Regions from separate parts of the Mus musculus genome. Here all the other regions are linked to region 1. A link is a contact called in public Hi-C and HiChIP or PLAC-seq data. All regions are on one chromosome and are shown on one strand. The core of a region is the stretch at or near the end of the contact, and the rest is flanking DNA. Distances in the headings are between cores, read along the strand shown.

Region 1 (2,570 bases), core at 52-2,551:
TTGGGGCTGGCGAGATGGCTCAGCTGGTAAGAGCACTGACTGCTCTTCCAAAGGTCCGGAGTTCAATTCCCATCAACCACACAGTGGCTCACAACCACCCATAATGAGATCTGACGCCCTCTTCTGGTGCGACTGAAGTCAGCTACAGTGTACTTATCTATAATAATAAAGAAATCTTTGGGCTGGAGCGAGCAGGGACCGAGCCTGCCAAGGAACTACCCAAGCCAAGAAGGGCCAACCGGAGCAGGGTAGCCCAGAGTGAGCAGAGGTCCTAAAAATTCAATCCCAACAATCACACGAAGGCTCACAACCATCTGTACAGCTAGCTATAGTGTACCCACATACAATAAAACAAACAAATAAATGAAAATCATTTTAAAAAGAAAGGAAAAAGTTGGGCACTGTAGCATACTCCTTTGATCCTAGCCCTAGGGAGGCAGAGGCATACACAGCTCTCCCAGTTTGAAGCCAGCCTGGTTTACATAGCAACTTCTAGGCCACCAAAGGCTACATAGATCCTGTTTCAAAATAAAATAAAATAATTTTTTAATTAAAAAGACTGTGAATGTTTTTAATGGTGGTGTGGTATAGTAGTAGTTTTTTGAGGCACAATCTCACGTAGCCCAGGTTGGCCTCTGAACTGACAATGTGACAGAAGACCTTCTACTCTTGGTCCCCTGCTTTCCTAAGAGCTGATGTCAGCGGTGGGTACCCCCAGGTCCCAGCAAAAATGCAAAAGCTTTCAACATTCTCAGCTGAGAGCCTGGTACTAAGTACGGGTCCCACAGCTAGGGTTCCTGCATTACCCCAGGCCCAGGCTTGGGAGGCCACAGACTGCTCCTGAAGAAACGGGTTTCCTGTGCTCTGACTTCAGCAGCCACCTCCTCCTGAGAGCTCCCGGGGATACAGCAACTATGACACCCCTGCTCAGAAAGAGTCCCGAGTCCCGAGTGCCCCTGCCCCCTCCTGGGACAGCAAACAGTCTGGAATCTGGTTGCTTGCCTCGTCCCAGGCATCAACATTGGTCTCCCACCAGCTCCTCTCAAGAAGACAAGCTGGCTGTGGGTGGACACCTTCAGTCACATTTCTTCTTGGCTCTGTGCTACCTGCTGCTTTGACAGAGTCATAAGCAAACCTAGAAAGGACCCTTGATGAGTGGTGTAGGAACGGGGTGGGGCTGGGCTCTAAGAACCCTCAAAACAGAGCATGCTGACCACAGCAAACTCCAACCTGTCTGCCCTCGGCAGGGCTACTTCCCAACTGTCTGACTCGCAGCTCAGTGTTTCCTGGACAAACCACAGCTCCTCTGAAGCAACTAGCAGTAGGAAGGGAAGAGGACACTGCCGCTCCAGCCAAGTGGCTGGCAGCATGCTGGGTGCCTCAGCCTTGGCCCTGGGAATCTGCTCAGGCATGGCAGACGGCTGGATCCCAGTCCAGAGACTAGCGTCAGACTGGCAACCTGGGGCATCGACTCCTCTTTCTGGACCTGACAACTTAGCACAGAAGCCAGGCCAGAACAGACGGAGACAGCCATCCCCAGGCATAGGGCCTGGAGAGCAGGACTGAGAACATCTAGCAGGCTCCTCTCCAGCATCCTTCCAATGCTGGAGACAACTGCCTGCAAAGAGGGAGCAGGCTGAGCATCCTTCAGGTCTCTAAGAAGATACTGAGGAGGAGGTGGCCACACCACCTAGAGTGCCAACAGCTCAAACCGTAACACCAGGGATTGTGTCAGACATCTGTCTTCAAGGGAAACTGAGGCAAATGCTTAGTTTGGGGAACATGTTCCACTGTCCAGCCAATTCTGAAGAAGAAAACCTCAAAAACAGAGGTGTAGCAAGCAGCCTGGAAGAAAAAAAAGCCAGGCCCTCAGGCCATGCCTGCAATCCCACCTGGGGAAGGAAGAGAGAGGGGATCAGGATTTCCAGGCCAGTTGGTCTACATGACATTATATTTGTTTTACATGTCTTGACCACATATATGTCTGTGTATCACAAGTGTGCCTGGTGCCCACCAAGGCCAAAAGAAGATGCCAGATCTCGAGACTGATGTTACAGACAGTTGTGAACCTCCACGTGGGTACTAGGAATCAAACCCCAGTCCTCTGAAAGAGCACCCAGTGCTCTTAACCTCTGAGCCATCTCTCCAACTCAGCTCAAGACTGTTTCTAATGGGGGAGGAGCAGCGCATATAACAGCAATAACAATAACATCAACAACAAGGGGGGTGGCCTGCATCTTCAGAGGGAAGGAGGAAGCCTAAGAAAGTGGCTGGGGTTCAGCTCTGAGGTTGGAGTGTTTTATCACATCAGCTGCTGCTAACCTCCCAATGGGAGCGCAGCAGGGTGCACGGCTGAGTACCCCCTCTCCAGTTTCTACTAGGCAGTGACAACCATGCTATACCCAGCTCTGCTTCCCTGTCCTTCCCAGTCTGCTCCTGGCCACAGCATCAGGGAGGGTGTTCCTCCCATCCTATATTCTTAGTCTAACAATGCTTGGGTCACCAGCAGCTTCCCAGAAGAGCGCCTCATAAGCAAATAAGGATACTAGTGTCCGCCTTTCTTTTACACA
Region 2 (2,570 bases), core at 27-2,526, 210 kb before region 1:
CTTCTGCATCTTTTACATATTCCAGGGTTATCATTTTTAAAAAATTTGTTTATTATAAAATGTGAGTACACTGTCTGCAGGCACATCAGAAGAGGGCATCAGATCCCATTACAGATGGTTGTGAGCCACCATGTGGTTGCTGGGAATTGAACTCAGGACCTCTGGAACAGCAGTCAGTGCTCTTAACCTCTGTGCCATCTCTCCAGCCCCCTAGGGACATTCATTAGAGAAAAATGTATCCTGTTTGCTCACAGTCCTTTAGGAGCTGGCTTGGTTCTCCACAGCCATAGCATTGGACAGCCTGAGCTCTCATATCTTCTGCCATTGTCTGTCCATCCACAACTAAATTGTAAGCATTACATCCAATATCTGAAGTAGTTTTAATCCACTCATAAATAGGTACAGATCGGGTACCAGAGATGGCTCAGTGGTTAAGAGCACTGACTGCCCTTCCGAAGTTCCTGAGTTCAAATCCCAGCAACCACATGGTGGTGGCTCACAACCATCTGTAATGAGATCTGACACCCTCTTCTGGTGTGTCTGAAGACAGCTACAGTGTACTTACATATATATAATAATAATAAAATAAATCTTTAAAAAATTGGTACAGATCTGGCTCTTAAAGATCTAACAGTCTTTTTGCATTCAGCATTAGCTTTCTCAGAAGCAAAAGACTCAATTATTTCTCTAGCATCTGTATCTGATATTGCTCTATTTAGAGCTGAAGTTAATCTTTGTTTTTTTTAAAAAAAAAAAGAAGTCAGCCAAAGGGTTTGTCTGAACCCTGGGTTATCTTTGTAAATGATCCAGATCATTTTCCCTTGTTCAACCTTGTCCCAAGCATTTAAATGACATTACTTTAAGGTGGCATCAAAAAAAACATAATTTGTACTCTAGTTCAGAATATTAACCTCCACCTAGCAACTGATCCTTGACAATATTAATATCTCTAGTTTGATTCTGTTGCTCCATAACTGAAGCCTCATCTGTCTACCATGTCAGCCACCGTAGTTGAGGGCCAGGTTCTAACATGGATGACATCAAATCTCTCTAATCTTTTGGAATTATACAATTTTTGCATGGCCCAGTTATTATCTGTTTCACGTAGGGTGAATGCATGCTATAAGACATTATTGCTTCATTAAGTCTTTTTAAGTCTAGTATTTCTATAGGCTGCCAGCAGCCAAATACTTCAAGCCAGTATGATTTCTCTCTCCTGGAGCTACTTCTCTTACAGTAACTGGAAAATTAGTTGTGGGTTTTCTAATGGGCCATCCTGTAGGTGGCGCCGTGGGCTCAAGATTGGATTTGTCTGAAGGTTTCTTTATTCTTATCTACAGGATCCTCTAATCTCTGTTCTATCACTTTTAATCTGGAATTCCATTTCTCAATCTTCTCCTTATCAAAGTCTGCTTTATTCTGATCTTTCCTTAAAGAGAGCATTGAAAATTGTGGTCATTACCAAACATATATTTCTATGCTGATATATGAAATAAAATTATACCGGGTCCACTTGCCCTCTGCCATTGTATATTCCACATCTTAACAAAATATATTTTCAGTTTTAATCTAATTCTCTCCTTCCTTCAGAGACTTGACTTTATTATTCTCAAACTAAATATTTCCCTTATTTCAACAGCAAAGTACACTTCTAACTGTTTCTACTTGTTTCTTTTACTGCTTTCAAACTTAATCCATTACCAGTTCAGAAGCTTGAGCCTGCAGCTTCTCAGTCAGACAGCAAATTCCTGAAAGTTCTCTCTCCGTGGGGCAGCAAGCTCCTCAAGCTAGCAGACACACCTTCTCACAATAACCGCAGTAAGTATTTAATTAACGCTTGCTTCCAATTTGGTTCAAAATTTTGGAACTGGTCTTTCTATCACAAATTTAACAGTTCTCTTCCCCCTTTCCTACTATACATACTTATGTGTGTACATGTATATGTATTATTTTATATATATAGTATATTACATATGTGTATTATATATACATAAATGTATAATATATGTATATTTTGAAGTATTTTGTATATTGCATATATTGTGTGTGTGTGTGTGTGTGTGTGTGTGTGTGTGTGTGTGTGTGTGTGTGTGTTTGGAGAAGGACATAGATCAGGTCACATGGGCTTCGCCCTCAGGATTCCAACTCTTGATAATGAGCAGTTAAGCAGTTCTCATAACCTTTAGGACAAAGATACATTGTATAACAATTTATGGCTCATCTTAAGTTACCAAAGACCAGTTTTCCTAGTAGATTTAGCAGCTGAAGTATTAATAATACTTTTCTGCGATGGTATAATTATAGTTTAGTAGCCCACTACAGTGTGTGTACAGATAATCTTAGTTTGCTATAACATGCCATGTATGTTATTTGGATTCAATTTTTTTTTTTAGAAAAATAATTTTTAAAAAAGAGTAAGTATGAGGGGGAAAGTTTTTTTTGAGGATTTATTTTTGGTTAAAAAGGGTTAACAAAGAGATGGCTCAATGGTTAAGAGCACTGACTGCTCTTCTAGAGGTCCTGAGTTCAATTCCCAGCAACCACATGGTGGCTCACAACCATCTGTAATG
Region 3 (2,570 bases), core at 23-2,522, 150 kb before region 1:
ACAACTCCGTGGGTCCATTTCCACGTCACATCCTTGGGGCCTCATGAAGAGCGCGATCCCAGCCAAGTTGAGGCCCGCATCAGTATTCTCTCCGCTCTAACAGATACCAGTCTTCTAAAAACTTTGCGTGCTGAGGTTCTGAGCACTCACTCAACGTGGAGCAGCCCACACTTCTCAGTTTGAGAGAAAGGGTCTCCCCGGATGCTCCGCTCCTAATTTCCCTCTCCCGGCCCCGCCCGTGACCCTCGTGCCAGTGGCTCACAGCCAGCCGGCTTCAGTAGGGAACTGGCGCCCCACCGCCACACCAGGCTTCCGGGTGTCCCCAAGCCTCTCTCTCCGCGCCTCTGCAACGCACGTGCACCCCGGCAGGCTGACACACAGACTGCCGTGGGCCACGCATGCAAAGCTGTTCCTACACGTACATGCATGGCCCGAATCTGCACACATGCCCCCCACTGCCCAACGGTGCCCTTCCTTAGCTCACGTAAACGTGTAAAAAAGTCAGGAGATTCGCACTGGGAACCCCACGGATCGATGCCCGCAGACTGCACTGAGGTCCAGAAGGCTGGGGGGCTGGGGGGGGGGCGGCCTCAAAGTCTGGGCAGCCACCTCCTTCGGGACGATCCCGCCAGCTTGGGCTGTGGCCAGAGAGTGAGTCAAGCAGTGGCTAGGAAACCGCAGGCGGTCCTGTTCCAACAGGGTTCGTCCACGGCCCCGCGGCACCTCAGCGCCCGCCGCCACCAATCCCAACCCCCCACCGCCACCCCGAATCGGCGCCCGGCAATCCGCGTGAGCCTGGCCCCGCGAGAGGCCCGAGGGATCCGCCTGACTCTTCGCCAGCCCTAACGCCCAGGCAGTGCTGTGGCTCCGGAGCTCTACCAGGCCCAGGGAGCATCCAAGTCCTGGCAAAGTCTGGGCAGCGGTATGACTGGGCCCCGTAGTCTGACCGCCCGAAGCCTCAGCACCTGGGCCCCGGTCCCCGCGCTCCGTCCTGGGGCTGGCCGGTAGGGGCGCCCTGGGGCAGGGCCACCCGCCCCTTGCCCACGCGCCGCCCGCAAACTCGGCCCAAGTTTCCGCGCCTGCCGGGTAGGCGAGCTCCTACCTTCAGAGCACCAGGCTTCTAGCGGCCGCCACCCGGAGCAGCCGCGGCATCTTTCAGCGCCGCCTAGGCTGCGGGTCCCTGTCCCGCCGGCCTTGCGCGGGAAGTCGCGGCAGGCAGCTAGCCCAGAGAGACGTTCCGCGCGACCGTTCGTGCTGCCGCTGGGCGCCGTTTGTGGTCCCGAGCGGGGCGGGGCGGGGGCGGGGCGGGGGCGGGGCGGGCCGTTGAGTGGGGGCAGAACCCGGCTGTGCCTCTGGGAGCCTGCGCTCCCCTGGGTCCTCCCGTGCCGAAGGCCTGAGTGGAACCAACTTTCCCGCGACCCGGCCTCTGGCTTTGTGCACAGTCTTCGCTCGCCTCCTTCCTCAAACCTCTGCCCCGAGGGCGATCGTAAGCCCTCATTCAGTCATTCCGTTAGATCATTCATTCCTTGCTACTTTCTAGCCATGTGACCTTGGACCTGCCACTTAACCTCTATGAGCTTCAGTTTCCTCATTTGTAAAAGTGATATTCTGCCTCTTAGAAATAGGGCCATCAGGCTTCGAAAAGATGTGTAGCACATAAATTGGGGTATGGGAGGCTGAGGCAGGGGAATTGCTGAGAGTTTGAGCTGAGCCTGGGCTATCTAGCAGTCCTTTTTTTTTTTTTGTTTTGCTTTTGCTTTGTTTTGTTTGGGAAGGTCACACTATATAGCTGTGGCTGTCTGGGAACTTACTATGTAGACCAGGCTGGCCGTGAACTCAGAGACACACCAGCCTCAGCCTTCTGAGTGCTGCAGTCAAAAGCTTGGACCACCACACTCAGTTCCTAGCAAGACAATAAAAATGCTAAAGGATATCTCGAGGCAGCCCTAACTTCCTCAACAAACAAGTTGCATTAGGAAATTAAGAAGGACTTATGAGGTAAAGTACAGACGAGTATATATCAGCTCCTAGTGACCTGGAGTGGGCCAGGAATGAGACTCTGGAGATATTGCCAAGCGGCCTTGGTGGGCATCTGAGCCTTTCTGGCAAATGTGTCGCACCAGAACCGGTCTGAGCATGAGCAACCTGGAAAGCTGATGGGATGAAGCATCCCTAGCCAAGCTGATGTGTTGCAGAAAGGGGCTGGGAAACCCACTGCCTCTGTTCACCTGGACTCTAGCCCATCTGGTTGTGGGGCCTTGCCCAGCTCAGCGCTAGCACCTCTTTCTTGGAAGGAATCTAATCCTTGCAGTTCCAGGACTGCCCAAGGCCAAGGCAGGGTCGCATGGTGAAGAATAGTTGAACACCATAGAGATCAAAATTAGTTTTTGGGGCAAAACCACTCAGAACACCCATCTTGACCCAAAGATCAGGACTGCCTGAGTCAGAACAGAGCTGAGGGCACAGGTATGGGAGAAGATGGGGCTGGGGCGGAGGGGCTGGGCTCCAGGTAGGATTAGGAAGAGGAAGTGAGGTCACTCAAGGAGAAGGGGAGGGTGTCTCTTGGATTA

Evidence for each region. A called contact is a pair of places that touch in the nucleus more often than the background predicts. HiChIP or PLAC-seq counts read pairs in DNA pulled down with a chosen protein or histone mark.
Region 2: a contact with region 1 is called in a Hi-C map of bone marrow-derived macrophages, with 25 read pairs. The contact joins two enhancer-like sites. A contact is called at or near these places in 1 of 15 datasets of contacts at CTCF or cohesin (CD8 T cells), 5 of 484 Hi-C or Micro-C datasets (bone marrow-derived macrophages, embryonic stem cells and pre-B cells), 21 of 115 datasets of contacts at active chromatin or transcription factors (CD8 T cells, the HPC-7 cell line, astrocytes and 11 more) and 3 of 9 other capture datasets (adipose tissue, liver and pancreatic islet).
Region 3: a contact with region 1 is called in an H3K4me3 HiChIP or PLAC-seq map of bone marrow-derived macrophages, with 7 times the contacts expected there. The contact joins the promoter of 1700017B05Rik here to the enhancer-like site in region 1. A contact is called at or near these places in 12 of 39 promoter capture datasets (the 3T3-L1 cell line, the C10 cell line, Sertoli cells and 8 more), 5 of 15 datasets of contacts at CTCF or cohesin (CD8 T cells, the NIH/3T3 cell line, large pre-B cells and 1 more), 106 of 484 Hi-C or Micro-C datasets (the 63-12 cell line, the AML12 cell line, B cells and 73 more), 49 of 115 datasets of contacts at active chromatin or transcription factors (the 230-238 cell line, CD8 T cells, DN3 thymocytes and 35 more) and 3 of 9 other capture datasets (adipose tissue, liver and pancreatic islet).

Annotation. Positions count from the first base shown.
Region 1 is chr9:57,416,195-57,418,764 of GRCm38.p6, forward strand. The region is part of intron 5 of Ppcdc (phosphopantothenoylcysteine decarboxylase); the gene reads right to left. Among named protein-coding and RNA genes, the nearest start is that of Ppcdc, 23 kb to the right of the region's middle. Within about 2 kb of position 1,302, at least 30 of the 459 cell types and tissues checked have an H3K27ac peak or open chromatin away from gene starts, as enhancers often do. A contact at or near this core is called in the 63-12 cell line, the HPC-7 cell line, the SCID.adh cell line and 6 more, where this site is marked.
Region 2 is chr9:57,208,210-57,210,779 of GRCm38.p6, forward strand. No RefSeq gene overlaps it. Among named protein-coding and RNA genes, the nearest start is that of Gm46115, 6.3 kb to the left of the region's middle. Within about 2 kb of position 1,277, at least 1 of the 459 cell types and tissues checked has an H3K27ac peak or open chromatin away from gene starts, as enhancers often do. A contact at or near this core is called in bone marrow-derived macrophages, where this site is marked.
Region 3 is chr9:57,261,327-57,263,896 of GRCm38.p6, forward strand. It overlaps 1700017B05Rik (RIKEN cDNA 1700017B05 gene), which reads right to left and starts at 1,273. Exons shown (of 3, transcript NM_028820.2): 1 at 1,103-1,273.